2 separate regions of the Mus musculus genome follow, and region 2 is linked to region 1. A link is a contact called in public HiChIP or PLAC-seq data. All regions are on one chromosome and are shown on one strand. The core of a region is the stretch at or near the end of the contact, and the rest is flanking DNA. Distances in the headings are between cores, read along the strand shown.

Region 1 (7,617 bases), core at 2,860-5,359:
TCAAAAGCTTATCACGTGGGTTCTTAATTTTCAAATACTGTCAATTAATGCAAACTGTAAAGAAGCTGTTAGCCAACCTCATCATTGACCTTGACTCAAGAAGCAAGCCACAAGGTCATGCTGTCTACCTCATACCTGTTTCAGACTCTACATTTCCTTTGGTGTTCCCTGCAACCCTACTCCCACAATACAAAGTGAAGAATTGTATTTGAAGGAGACCCTTCAATCCCCAGACATCTATTCATCTATCTACCCATTCATCCATCCGTCTGTTCGTCCATCCACTCACTCACAGAAGTTAGCATGACTGTTACATGAGGTCAGAATGAGAAGGCTGCTGTCCATGAGTGAGTGTTTTGGTCACTTTTCTGTTGCTGTGAGAAAACAGTGTGACCAAGGCAACTTATAGAGGAAAGAGCTCATCTGAGCTTACAGTTACAGAGGGTTGCAGTTGATCCTGGCAGGGAAGCAGGGCAACAAGTGGCTGGAGCAGCAAGCTCAGAGCTCATGTCTTGAACCATGAACAGAGAGTAGAGAGCAAACCATACAGGGCAGGGCCAGAAGCTCTCAAATCCTGGCCCTGGTGACACACTTCCTGCAGCAAGGCCACACCTCCTAAATGTCCCCAGATAGCTCCACCAGTTGGGAAACAAATATCCAAATAGATGAGCCTGTGGAGAAAGAACATTTTTGTTCAAACCCTGACAGTCACAAAGGGACCCCTCCCCAGCAGCCAGATCTGCTGGAAACTTGACCTCAGCTTCTCGGACCATAGGAAATAGATTGTCAAATGTAGAAGAGAGTGAGGGGGAGTGTGTGTGTGTGTGTGTGTGTGTGTGTGTGTGTGTGGTGTGTGTGTGTGTGTGTGTGTGTGAGAGAGAGAGAGAGAAAGAGAGAGAGAGAGAATGATAACACAATGGGGAGGGGGAGAGTACGTTTCAGTGATTTGCAAGCCTCTTCTGACTGTTCTCATTTTGTCCATAGTAGACCTAGAGCTGTGTTTCCCCACCTCTCCCTTAAAGAGAGCAGAGTTGAAGCTGGTGATCTTTCATTTTGTTTTTGTATATCAATATAAATAGTGCGTGTAAATATTTACAAAACAGGATGATATTTCAGCATATGTCCACCGTGAATGATGGGGACACCAGGATAATTGGCATTTCTACTCTTCACATTTATCATCTCTGAATTAGGAGCCTTCAGAGTCTCCTCGCTGCTTTGAAATAGATTGCAGGTTGTTCGCTGCAGCTACCCAACTTCAAGAGAACACCAGAACTAATTCCCCATGTGAATGTCTTTTGGGATTCATTATCTGACCTCCCTCTAGCCTGCCCAGTGACCACAGCTCTTCTCTGCTGCTGTGAGATTGGTTTTTATAGCTTCTAAAATGAGGACATGCAGTGTTTATCTATGCCCAGTTGATTTCATTTAACACGGCATCTTCCAGATCCATCTATCTCACTCCAAATAGCAGTATTTCATTCTCTCTCTCTCTCTCTTTATGATTTAATAATATTTGTACAGGCATATACGCACCCACCCACACACAGTCATTTTCAAATGTGTGTAATTGTTCAGGAGCAGGAGCAAGGGAGGGGATTCACTTTCCCAGCAATGCAAGGTACAAGCCTAGTTTGTAAAGCAGGGTAGCATGCCTGCGCCTCAGGAGAAGCCCTCAGGGATTGCCAGGTGTCTGTGTGTGCTCTGGGAACATAGCCCTGCAGCCTCTGACCTCTAAAGCACCCAGCTTGCAAATGCATCCTTGCTACTGAGTAAGCTCCACTTTCACTAATGTCTGATGGGTGTTCAGCCTCTGCCCAGCCCCTTGGCGCCTCAAAGAACCCCTTGATTGCTAACTGGACCAATCTTTCCCAACCAAGCACATGATCAGAACTACTAACAGGGACATCTAGAATCTATCCACTTGCCTTCTGTCCTCTCCTGGCAGGAATGACTAGCTAGCTCTGACCCATCACCAGTATAAGAATGAAAACAGTGGGCCTTAAATAATTTTTGCTTTATAGCCCTCAGAAGCACTTGCCCAAAGGCACTGTTACTGGTTTTCCTGGAGCCATACTCTTTGGCGTTAAGGGTTCTGTCTATATGTCCTGTACCTGTAGTGTTTGTGTAAAATATAAATGGTTGGGTAGCCTGGGCAGGTCTTTATTGGGCCTTTGGGCCAGTTCCTGTATTCTTACCTACCACTAGACCCATTGACTGTCCCTGGGGGCCTTTGGCTGTCCATCATCTTCTCTGCCAAAAGCTAAAGAGAATACATTGATCATAGCTCTACTTGATTCTTGCTAGGTCAAAAGAGACACCTTATCTATGCTTCCAATAGGAGCTTCATTTGCTTCATAGAGAAAAAAGGAGGCAAAGCCCCTGAGTACCAGATTGTGAATCAAGGTGTTGACCTACTGTCAAAGGTTTTCTTTCCTGAAACTAGAACCAGAGGTTCTTTTTTTTTTTTTTTTTTTTTTTATGCCAGAGGTTCTTTTATGTGCCTCTCAGGTGTACTGAATGTGCCAGACCTAGTAACTTGAGAGCAACCCGTTTTACAGATGAGGAAATCGAGGCCCACCTAACACCACCCAGTGACAGAGCTGAGATTAGAAGCAACCATACTTGGGATTCAAGTCCTTACTAACTTTAAGCAGCTGCACACTCAGAAGGCCTTTCCATATTGCCTTCAACTCCATCTTTCAAAGGTCCAGGAGCTTTGATGGAGTATTGACTCCCCAAGCCAGTCTAGGGAGCCTACACTCTCCGCTGCTCCATTGATCAGACCACACAGAGGTCCTGGAGGGCAAGGTCCCTGGGGGAAATGCAGCAGCTGGGACGGCAGGGAGCACAGGGAACAAGGGCCACGTGTGCCCTAAGAGGGGGCCAAGGAGAGAAGCCACAGGAAGTGTCGGGAAGGAACTGATACCTAGAGATATGATTCTGATCCCTGTCTGTCTGTCTGTCTGTCTTCACTGCTGGGCCTCCAAATTCCTGCTTTCTTTCTCTGTAAGCTCTCTCTTTCCCTCCCTCCCTCCTCCCCTCCTTCCTTCTCTCCCTCTATCTCTCCTTCCCTCTCTCTGTCTCTCTCTCCTCTGTCTCCCTTTGTCTGTCTTTCTGTGTCCCTTTCTCTGTCTTCTCTCCCCTTCACCTCTCCTGTGCCCCTTTTTACATTTCTCCTTCCTTCTCCCCTCCCTGTGTCTCTCAGAACTGCCTTCACATTCTTTACATTCCCTGTGCCTTGCTCTCGACCAGCCATGTGTCAGAGCTGGTGTGCAGTCATACAGGATGCTTGTCGGATCATAGGGACCAATTCTTCAGGCCCGAGATACAGCCCAGGCTATTGCATTTTTAACCAGCATCCCAGGTGCGAAGCTATAGCTTGTGGGCACTTAGGCCTCACCCCCTGGATCTTCTTCCTATCTCCATGATTGATGTATTCACAGCCTCCCAGCATGTGCTGGGCACGTCCATCACATGCCATCTGGCCTGCTAAGCCTGCTGCTGCTGAGAGGGGAGCCCTGCACCTGTGTGTTACTGTCTGTGACTACCCTGTGCCATGCTCAGTCCAACGACAGTTCCGTCTCCATCCTGCCTAGTCTCCAGGGAGGGTCTGTGTCTGATCCTGGTGTACCCTGGCTTGCTCTGTAGAAACCACAAGCTCCACCTCGTGACCCCACGCTTATCTTCCTTTATGGGCTGTGCTCTTAGAGAGGGATGGGGCACTCCACAGTCTAATGCACTCCATCGAGAGAACTCTGGGGTTTCTCCATTACAGGCCCCCATCTGCCAGCCTGCCTTCTGTCCCTATCAGCCCCAGGCAAGTGTCTGGAAAGAAGGCTTTAGAGAGTGAGTTGGACAAGCGTCATGCCAGGAGCAGTTAGCCTACCACTCTGGTTATCCTATGAGTGATTTCGCGGGTCTGCTTGCCCACTTACAAGCCCGACACACCCCCCTCTGCTCTCCAGTTGTTTCTGAGGCTACCTCTGGTCTAATATTGCTAGGGGCCTGGCTAGTTTGGTTTGATTTTATGTGAAAACCAACCCAGGCCCTCTGGCCGTAGACTGGGCTGGCTGAGTTCTTGGTCCCTTCCTGAGTCAAGGGAGCCAGCAGGGTGACAGAGGAGCAATGAGTCATGTTGACATGGAAATTCATCATCCCGGCCCCTCGGCTGAGTGAGTGAACTCAGCCACGTCATCTAGGAAAAGACCCTCCCCCCTCCCTCCCTCCTTCCCTCCCTCCCCCTTCCCTCCCTCCCTCCCCCTCCCTTCCTTCCTTCCTTTCTTCCTAACTCCCTTCTGTCTAGTGAGCCACTTCAGTTTCCCTAATTTAGTTTGATCCAGCTGCTGCGAGGAATAGCCCCAAATCTCTGTGGATAAGCACTCTTGACGTCTGCTTCTCACCCAGATAATATCTTAGAACTCCTGGAAACTGGCAGCCTCCCTTGTTGAAGAGCCCACCGCTTGTCTGCCCCCCTTTAAGGCCACAGAGACGGAGCAGAAAACACTTTCCTTAACCACTTCGGTCTGCTTGTCTACGTGGTTTCTGCTCGTATTCCACTGGCCAGAACTTGCTCACGTGCCTCAGCCAGATGTTAGGGAACCTGGGAAAGTGATTCAGCTTTGATCCTGGGAACCCAGGAAGACACAGACAAGCGTAGGTGATAGAAAGATGATCATGAAGCCATTTGCTTGATCTCAGTTAGGGATTCCTTGCTCTGCGTTTGTTTGTTTGTTTGTTTGTTTGTTTGTTTTTGTCCTTTTTTTTTCGGACCTTGTTACACCATGCACTAATTAGATGCCTGTTGTCTTCCACCTTCCATGCTCTGTATAAGAAGCAACGAGTTCTCTTTTTCCCTCGTTGCTGTGTCCCTGGTGCCAGGAACAGCATCCAGTGTCACCTGGGTAAATATTAGTTGGGGAAAGGAAGGAGGGGAGGAGGGGAATGGGGTAGCAGTTGAAAGAATGGTAGTTTGGTGGCATCCTAATTCTTCCACTTAGTCAATAATTTTGAGTAAACGATGTAATTAAGAGCCTCAAATTTTCCTCATTTATAAAACTGTTGAAGTCATTCTCCCCGGGCACATACATTACGTCCTGAATCGATGCAGTGTGTTAAGGCCCCTAGCTTAGTCTCTCAGGTGTGGCAGGGGCTGCACACTTCCTATAGAATTTGTATAAAACAGTCTGTGCCTATCCACTACACCGGAGCGCGTTGTTACGACCCAGTTCCTGTGCCTGTGCGCCTGGGCTGGCGAGTGCACCTATTAGGCCGTTTTTGGGAGCTGGAGCACTGCAGCCCTTTGGAGTGTTACTGTCTTGCCTCCTCTCCCTCAGGCTGAAGTTAAATAGCAAGAGGAACCAGCTGGTGCGAGAACTGGAGGAAGCCACTCGGCAGGTGGCTACCCTGCACTCCCAGTTGAAAAGGTGGGTGGCCAGGAGGTGACCCAGCTCCATGATGCCCTTCAGGATCCTCTGGTCCACCTTAGCTTGAGGAAAGACATTTAGAAGCTGGTCATTCTAGCATATGCAGGCTTGGCTAGGGTGGCTGGCCACCGGGTGCTTCATCCCTTGGCACTGTACACACAGAGATGGCCCCTAAAAGATGCCCGTGGGTCTGAAAGCATATCACATCTGCCTTCTTGCCCATGTTGATAGCAATTTCTCCTCAGTGAAATTGGGTGCCGGTCCAACTTAGGCTGTCAAGTGGGCTAGGCAGACGGATGCACATAGTTCCAGAGCCCGGTGGAGTGGCCCCTGGCCTCCTCACTCCGTGTTATCTCTCTCCTTTCCCTGTCCCCAGCCTCTCAAGCAGCATGCAGTCCCTGTCTTCAGGCAGTAGCCCTGGGTCACTCACCTCCAGCCGGGGCTCCCTGGCCGCCTCTAGCCTGGACTCCTCCACCTCAGCCAGCTTCACTGACCTCTATTATGACCCGTTCGAGCAGTTGGACTCGGAGCTCCAGAGCAAGGTGGAGCTGCTGTTCCTGGAGGGTGCCACGGGCTTCCGGCCCTCAGGCTGCATCACCACCATCCACGAGGATGAGGTGGCCAAGACCCAGAAGGCAGAGGGAGGCAGCCGCCTGCAGGCCCTGCGCTCCCTATCTGGCACTCCAAGGTCCATGACCTCCCTGTCTCCACGCTCATCTCTCTCCTCCCCATCCCCTCCCTGTTCCCCTCTCATCACTGATCCCCTCCTGACTGGAGATGCCTTCCTGGCCCCGCTGGAGTTTGAAGACACAGAGCTGAGTACCACTCTCTGTGAGCTGAACCTCGGCGGTAGCGGCACCCAGGAAAGATACCGGCTGGAGGAACCAGGACCTGAGGGCAAGCCACTGGGCCAAGGTAAGGCGCACGATGTCCTTGTGGGGAACCAGGAAGCAGGAGATTCCTGTGACCGGTCCTGACTGTTGATGGCTGGGTCTTGATGTGGTTGATTATTTATTCGGTAAACACTGACAAATGTAGAATGGGCTATGTCCTGGGCTAGGGTTTTTGTTTTGCTGTGGCGGATTTCATTCAACAGATATTTAGCGCCTACTAAAATGAACCCAGACCCTGGGCTTAATTGAGCGTGAATGGATTAATTCATCGAAGCTTTCCATCGATGAGCGAAGGTGACTGCTGAAGGATCAGTGTTGACAGCAGACACGGCTGCCCTCCCCTGCTGCTGCAAAGCTTGGGTTCCGTCGGAGCCACAGGCATTAGAGACGTACCAGCAAGGGAAGGGGGTATACAACAGGATACATGGGAGAGCCTTTGGGTGGAGGTGAGACAGCCAGGTCGGAATGGATTGAGGCTTAAATGGTGAGAGGGGCTGGGGGAGGGGGGGCATGAGAGGGTGTAGCAGTGTTCAGCTGTTACCCTGGCACTTAGGGGCAAGGGGCATGAAGACAGGAATGCGAAGTCATCCTCCACTATGTATTGGAAGCTTCGAGATCTTTTCTCAAAATACAAAAAAAAAAAAAAAAAAAAAAAAGAGGAAGAAAAGAAAAAACGCGGGCTGGTGAGACAACTCAGTGGGTATTAAAGAAAAAAAAATGAGTTGTTTCTTCTCTGCGCATTTCATAGATGAGAAAGCAGAGGTTCCGAGAGGTAGCATCCCTTGGCTGGGGTTGCCCTCACAGCAAATAAGCTAGCCATGGAAGCTAGGTCTTTCTGATCTCGGATTCCAGTTTCTTTTTTGTCATGCCTTATCATTAGAATCGGAGGTAGCTCATTGTCCCCAAAATGTGTGACTCCCTTGGTACTTGCTAGGCCCACCTAGACATTAAGCACACTACCTAGCACCCACAGCGTCCTATCGACAGTAGCATTGGCTTTGGTGTTTGGGTGAAGGCAGAGGAGGTTTGGGACCTGCTGTATGTTGACCCATTTGCAGATCACACCTTTGTGACACATGTATTGTTTTTAAGGATGGACGGTCGTGTGGCTACTGTGCCTGGAAGTGTCCGTGTGCAGTGTGGGGGAGTGAGGTTTTCCTTTAACTAAAGGTCCTGAACAGCCATTTCTTTAAAGAGGAGCTGAGAGGTCCCTGGGGTTCCCTCAGCAGGAAGGGAATCCCACCACCGAGTTCTCTCAAACAAAAATACAAACAAGAAGCCTCCTCCTACTGCAGGTG
Region 2 (7,335 bases), core at 2,953-5,452, 78 kb before region 1:
GTTAGAAGCTGGTAGGGCAATACATCAGGAGCACAGTCACGGAGGTCTCCAGGGTCCCTCTTGAGCCGTGAGTACGTAGAGCTGGCCGCCGCTCGGAACCTTGAAAGTGCCGTGGGAAGCCAACCGCCCTGTGCTTTCAGCCAGTAGCTATTGACACAAATGACGAGCCGGAAAGCAGATGGCCAAGGGTGTGAAAATCAGCTTTGTGTCCTGGTTCACGAGCCACGTCTCCTGAGTCTCTTCATAGTTCTCACTTGGTGTCCTGCCACTGGGGTCACTTCTCAGAGCACCAGAAGGACCCTGGTGACAGCTTCCTCCATGGAAGATGCCAGGGAAGAAAGCCATCCCAGTCTCCTCTTTAAAGCCTGATTGGACACCCTTAGCAAGGCCCAAGGAACAGATGTACAAAAGGAAAGCAGAACTTCCACCCTCCCCACCTTTGCCCAGTTACACTTGTTCTTGTGGCCCAGTTTAAAAGTCACTCTCTCAGGAGCTTCTGAAGAGGGCCAAGGTCCAAGAGACACGCTCTCTCGGACAGTGGTTTTCCTCTGTATCAACCAGCTGATAACTCACGTTGTTTCTTTGTCATGTCAGCCTAAAGTTTATCTGTTAAAGTGTTTGTTTGTTTGTTTATGTGTGTATGTACACATGCATGTGTACATGTGTGCATGTGCTTGAATGAGCATGCGTAGAGTCACAGAATAGCCTCCAGCAGTCTGTTCTCTCCTTCTAGTATGTGTGTTCCAGGAATGGAACTCAGGTTGTTACCTCTGGCTTCAAGTGGCTTTTCCCACTCTGACATCTTGTATCCCAGGGAATATATTTATATATTTAAATGATTGCTTGCTTGCTTGCTCTCTCTCTCTCTTTCTTTCCTCTCCTCTCCTCTCCTCTCCTCTCCTTTCCTTTTCTTTTCTCTCTTCTTCCTTCCTTCTTTCTCTTTGTTTCTTTATATGGTTGGTATCTTTCTTTTGTTGTTGTTCTTTTAGAAGTTTGAGGTTTTGTTTGTTTCCTGTTTTTAAGGTTTACTCCTTTTTGTGTGTGTATGTGAATGAGTGTGAGTGTATGCAACATATGTGTGGATACCGGAAGAAAGGGTCAGATCTCCCGGAGCTGGAGTTACAGGTGGGTTGTGAGCCATCTACTGTGGCTGCTAGGAACCAACCACGTGTCCTCTGGGAGAACAGGAAGTGCTCTTACCTGTGGAGCTCTTGTGTTTTCATTTCTGATATGATACCTGCTGTCAGTAAAGGTCTTCTTCAGCCACGTGTTGATGAAGAGTGTGAAGCCAGGTCTGAGAACTGTTTCAGTGGATGAAGGCTGGGAGGAGTCTTTCAATAAAGGTCCGGCCTGTACATCTTTGACGCTTTGTGCACAACACCAACTTTGTCTTAAACATTCAGTTCTGGTGCATCAAAGCAGCTGAAGGCAGTATGCAAATAAAGAGAGGGGGCTGTGTCTCAGCAGTAGTTTTGGGGAGATGGGTAATGGCAGATTTGGCCTACAAGCTATGCTCCCCCCCCCCATTTTCTGAGTTAATAAGCCTGAAGAAAGGGGAGCCCTGTCTGTCATATAAATTGATTTAACCCCAACAACGTCTCACAGGGCCTGCTTGTTACTTAGTGAATGCTAGTAATTTCAGCAGAAACAGTGTTTGGCTGCTCTTAGCGTAGGTCAAATAGTAGTGGCTCACTGGCAAGATAGATGTTGGCTTTCTTGTTATATTTTTTTCAAAAAGATTAAGACCATAGAATAAACCTGTAATTGCAGCAGATTGCAGCAGGGGATCTGAAGATCAAGGGCAGCCAGAGGTCCATAGTGACACCTTTCTGTAATTTCCTCCCTTCCTCCTTACCCTCAGCCATTTAGGGCTGGGATACTGGCCCCATGCTGTCCTCAGGGACCCAGGCTCCTTATGCCATTTTATTCTATATTGTCATTCTTTTAAACCCGTAAATTCACTTCTTAGTTCAACAGCAAGCCTCACTGGAATTACTCTGACGAGTTAGTAAATTAACTGCCTACCAAGGCAAAACTTAATATCCTTTAAAGTCCAACAAGTTGACATTCTGCGTGTGCAATGTATAATGGGGAAGTAATGGGTTTGCAGGAATGGCAATAGAAACCGTGATGCCAGGCGGGGTATAATCAGCTGAAAATGACTTTATAACAATCGTTCTATGACAATTCTTGATGATTTCAAGGACAGAAAGTCAAGAGAGATAAAATATCCAGATGAGAAATTCCATATTAGAAAGAGAAAATGTGCTAGATGAATTTAAGTCTAGATACTGTAGGGGAGAGACCGAGAGCATGGATGAGCACCTATGATAAAGTGTCAGACCAGAAAAGAATAAGGAGAAAGCTGCGGAAGGGGTAGAGCCTTAGTGGTCTGTGGGGCATTATAAAGCAGTCAAGGCTACATAGACACTGTCTCCAAAAAACAGGGGAGGGGAGGGGAGGGGAGGGAAGGTGAATGTGTATTTAGAATTTGGTGATCTGGCTCAGTGATTAAGACCTCTTGCTCTTCTTATAGAGGACTAGAGTTTGGTTCTCAGCATCCAAGCCACACAGCTCACAGCTGCTTGTAACTCTAGCCAGCCCCAGAGGATCAGACTCCTTCTAGACTTTCAGGGTGCATCCCACCACACACACACACACACACACACACACACACACACACACACACACACACACAAAATCTTAAAAAATGTGTTTTAGCATTCATAAAGGAGATGCAGAGGACTGTTTGGGGTGGGGTGCTACATGTAGACATGAATGCATAAAGACCAGAAGCTTTTACAGCTAATGAAAATACCAACCCCCAGATCCAAGAAACAGCGGAGTCCAAGCAGAACGGGCGGTTCCTTATACAAAGACCTACTCCTGAACACATCAATTCAAACCAGTGAAGACTGGGAAGGGGGTGAGAGTCTGATGGAGTCTGGAAAACAGCACGAAGGAAGACAAGAAGGGCTGGCCAGTGGAGAACAGTGAGACGAGCTGACGACCTCAGGGTCGGATGGTCGCAGTGGTAGCCAATGAAGGATGGGGTGAAATCCCAAAGGTGCTGAAAGGGGAGGGAAGGAATGCCACCCTGTAGTTCTGTGTCCTGTAAAACAGTGTCCTCGGAGAAATGAGGTGAAAATGCAGACATCTTCAAAGGAAGTATAAGTGTGAGAGAAATTATCGCCAGGAGAACCACAACACACACACACAAAAAAAGTTAAATTCTTGGCAGACAAGCTTGACTCCGTGCTTGACCCAGAAACACAAGGAGGGTTGCTTTCTTTGTTTTTGATTCAAAGTCTCACAATGCAGTCTAGGTTGACTTTGAACTTACAACCTTCCTGCCACCTGCCACAGCCTCTCCAGTTGGCTGCCAGTGGACCCAGCTTTAAAAGACGTGCTTTCTTCATTGTGCTAAAAGAGATTTGAGCATTAAAACTAAAGCAGACGTAGTAATGATGCATTGTGGGTAAGTTCTTCAAAGGCTGAAAAGTAGGCACAAGGAATCAAGACAGAGATGAAACAGATAAAAAACAAGGGGGTAGAAGGCTGACCTAAAGCTACTCATGTCTGTGATCCATTAGAAATAAATACACTGACTGGGCATAATGGTGCACACTTTTAATCCTAGCACAGAGGGCCAACCTGGTCTACATAGTAAGACCCTGTCTCCATCAGTCAGAATACTCCAGTTTAAAGGTGGATATTGGTTTGGGTGTAACTCAGTGTTAGACGACTTGTCTTAAGATGTGTAAAGGCTCCGGATTCAATCTCCAATAAAATGCAAAAAACAAAATACAAAAAAAAAAAAACCCCAACCAAACAACAACAAAAAACCTTTGCAATAAAATGAAAGAAAACAAAGGGAGATGACAGTCAGGCTGGGAGTAAGACTCAGATATATAGATTGCCTAGGAGAGATTTACTCTAACTCGGTTCAGTGGCAGGTTAGAAGTAACAGAGTAGCAAAGTTATACCATAGAGTTCTCAGAACAGAGCTAGAGTGGCCCGAGCAGAGTCCCCAGAAAGGAGCTTTAATAATTACAGACACATTCATCAAGACAAGACAGGGCCGCTTGGGCAAATAAATACCTGATAGCTGAGTTATGTGAAGAAGTGACAAGATCCGGTAGAGCAAGCTTGGTGGCTCTCAGCAGGGGGTGGACTCCTGGATCCACTTCCTCATTCCAGTCCTGGACTTCTATGAATCACTGACAAGGAAACAAGTAGGCAGAAGAGCTGACCTCCCAGGCTTCCCTCTGTACTCTGCATTGGGACCACCTGTCTCCTACACATAGGCCCCTAGGATAGGAGGCCCACCTTAAATAACAACCAAAGGATAACCCACCCCTGGCTGTTCTTGCCATGTAGACTTTTCTGGAAATCTCCAAGCTCAAATGGGATCCCAGCGGGGACTTTGGACCGTGTTTGCTGGTGTTGGAGAAAACTAGATGGGATGCTGGAGTGACAGATGGGATCGTTGTTGGTCATCAGGAACTCTGGTGCCTTAGAACACTGGAGGGGATAGAGATGCCACCCTTGGATATTTAGATGTTAAAAGGAGCCTAGGTAAAGCAGGAGCAGGTATGTTTGTAGTAATGGAAAGCTGCTGGACAAAGGAGGAGGAGGAAGAAGTGTATGTCTGGCAGAGCCCTGAGTGCCCACAGGTCATGTGAGCCATGCTGTCCAAGCCTGTGTGCCTGCCTGCTGTCCTCCCTCTCCTTTTTACCTCCTCCCTCCATTTCTTCCCTCCTTCTCTTCCTTAAAAAAGATAAATTATGACAGCTATGCATAGCACATGCCCTAGCCACCCTTAACTGTCAACTTGACATAGCCCAAGTTATCGAGGAGGGAGTCTCACTGAGGGATTGCCGGGAGTTGTCTTGGTTGTTGATATTGGCAGGTCAAGCCTACCTTGGGAGGCTGTATTCCTTAGGACGGTGTAAGAAGGCAGATTGAGCGTGAGCCTACAGGAGATAACTGCAAGCGATTTTCCTTTTGTGGTTTCTGCTTCTGTCCCTGCTTAAGCTCCTAATGTAGCTGATGGCTCGAGGTACATGGCGTATGTAGAAATACACCACATCCATCTCTTTCGTGACTGGCGAGCTCCAGATCCCGCTGTGGTTTTCCCTCGTCTGTGGGTGGACACTGTGTGACTTCCACCTTTCAGCCATTGCCAGCAATGCCGGTGTGATGCTACTTATGAACATGGTGTGAGCTGAGAGCTTTCTGGCTTTGTTACTTTTGCTTTAGGATAATAAGATGGGAATCGGTGTCTAGGTTGCTGGGGTGTGACAGTTTTATGCCACGTTTGTTGGTACAAAAACAAGTAACTGGCGATTTTGCCCTTGTGTGCCTGCAGATCTAAGGACATGACTGACAGACACTTGGAACAGTTCAGGTCTTCTGACCCAGTTCACTTTCTGGCCATGGTCACTGACTGATCTGAGATGTCACTTACTGTTTCAGCTACTGTGGGAATTACCTGTCAGGGTGAGCCGACTCCCTTTGGAATTTGCTTCCTTGAGATGGTCTTGCTGGTGTCGAGCTTACTGTTTAGCCAAGGATGGTCTTCTGCTCCCACCATCTGAGTGCTGGATTACGGTGTATCCCACCACACCTGTTCTATTCAGGGCTAGGATTGAACATGTGAGGCAAACACTTTACCAACTGAGCTACATCCCTAGCCCCTACTTTTGGAATTTTCTTCCAGAAATTGAAGAGCGCATTGCTGCCCTTCCCAGAAGTACCTCCTGATTCTTCAGTGTCCATAGAAAACCCCAGTTGATGGTCACATACCTCTGAGTGGCCACTGGCCTTCCAGACCCCTCCCTCCAGTCTAGTCTGTCACTTGGCCATTAGGTCATTTGTTTCTCCTTGCCCCGTGTATCTGATCATGACATGCATGTGTGATATGGGCTGTTAGTTATAGGGCTCAGAGCATGAGGAATGGGTCATTCATCTGGGGTCTTCTCCGTGCTTCTCAAAACCTGGCAGGGTAAATCCTTCCATCTGCAGTCGACTAGTTAGGCAACCAGAATTCTCTTGACTTCAGAAAGACTTGCCCCGAGGCTTTGGCTTGAGAAGACTACAGATAACCTGGAGGTGGCAGGAATCAATGCTCAGGGCTTCTGCTTTTGCTTCCTGTCAATGAAGGGGGAACTTAGGACCTGGCCTGACTGAAGAATGAACAGCCAAGAGCTTATTGATACTTTGCCTAAAGAAAATGAGGCCATAAAGGGTAAATGGCGCCAGGATACCCTTAAGTTGGCAGCTTTTCCCCCTTCCAGAAAAGTGTGCAATGATTCTGTTGGGTTATTGATGAAGATAACATGCCTGTCACGTTCTAAAGAACCCAGGAAGCAGGAGAGCCCCAATCAAAGCGCTGCATTCATGCAGATCAGCTCAGGATATAGGCTGCCCTTGAGAAGTCAGAGCCATGGGTGGACACAAACGCCTTCCTACAGAGGGCAGCCCATGAGGCACAGCTGCTGGAGAGAGAAGTGGGCTCAGAAGCCCTGTAAAGGGTGAAGTGATTAGGTCAGTGTGACTGAGCATCTCAAGGCCGAGCTGGGACTCACAGTAAGAGAACCCGGGTTCTGCTCTGTGAGCTGTGAACTGCAGGCTGCTCTTGGAAAGATGGCAGCCTCACAGTCTTGACCAGGTTAGTCCTCCTCACCCATCTCCTCACTGCTGACCATCCAGAGGCAGGTGTTACCATCTACACAGTAGTCAGCATGGACCTTGGCTGTAAGGGACACTGTTTCCTGTGAACAGAGTCTCTAAGTTATATGACCAGACCCACCCTCCACTCAGGCCACCTGATCAAGACTCTTGGTTGGTCTCAAGCAGCAGAGTGCTTGTCGATAGAGTCGCCATGCCACCTCTCCTCTTCTCCTTGCTAGGAAAGTACTGGCACAGTCTCAGTCTGGTGACTCCATTTGCCATGGCATCTGTTACCCTGTCATGTCAGCCAGCGTGCGCCATGGGCACCATCCCACTGCCCTTAAACATTCATGCCTTGCGGAGAAGACCAGCTTTGTCTGTCTGGCACAAGCAGGTGGGCAGACAACGTGGTTTTTCCTGCTAGTGAGTTGGCCTGATGTTTTGGTTCCCCCTTTCAGCATGCTCCTGCCTCTCTTCCTCAGAAGGATAGCAGCCAAGAAGAAAGTTCTCCTTAGCCAGGTGGTGGTGGTGCATGCCTTTAATCCCAGCACTTGGGAGGCAGGGGCAGGTGGATTTCTGAGTTCCAGGACAGCCAGGGCTATTCAGGGAAACCCTGTCTCGGGGGGAAAAAAAGAAAAGGAAGGGAGGGAGGGAGGGAGG

What was found. HiChIP or PLAC-seq counts read pairs in DNA pulled down with a chosen protein or histone mark.
Region 2: a contact with region 1 is called in an HNF4G HiChIP or PLAC-seq map of pancreatic cancer cells. The contact joins two enhancer-like sites. A contact is called at or near these places in 1 of 484 Hi-C or Micro-C datasets (nephron progenitors), 5 of 115 datasets of contacts at active chromatin or transcription factors (embryonic midbrain, embryonic stem cells, pancreatic cancer cells and 1 more) and 1 of 9 other capture datasets (adipose tissue).

The regions. Positions count from the first base shown.
Region 1 is chr11:35,874,338-35,881,954 of GRCm38.p6, reverse strand. It overlaps Wwc1 (WW, C2 and coiled-coil domain containing 1), which reads left to right. Exons shown (of 23, transcript NM_170779.2): 10 at 5,337-5,426; 11 at 5,803-6,341. Among named protein-coding and RNA genes, the nearest start is that of Rars, 44 kb to the right of the region's middle. Within about 2 kb of position 4,109, at least 66 of the 459 cell types and tissues checked have an H3K27ac peak or open chromatin away from gene starts, as enhancers often do. A contact at or near this core is called in pancreatic cancer cells and trophoblast stem cells, where this site is marked.
Region 2 is chr11:35,952,603-35,959,937 of GRCm38.p6, reverse strand. The region is part of intron 1 of Wwc1 (WW, C2 and coiled-coil domain containing 1); the gene reads left to right. Among named protein-coding and RNA genes, the nearest start is that of Wwc1, 24 kb to the left of the region's middle. Within about 2 kb of position 4,202, at least 28 of the 459 cell types and tissues checked have an H3K27ac peak or open chromatin away from gene starts, as enhancers often do. A contact at or near this core is called in pancreatic cancer cells and trophoblast stem cells, where this site is marked.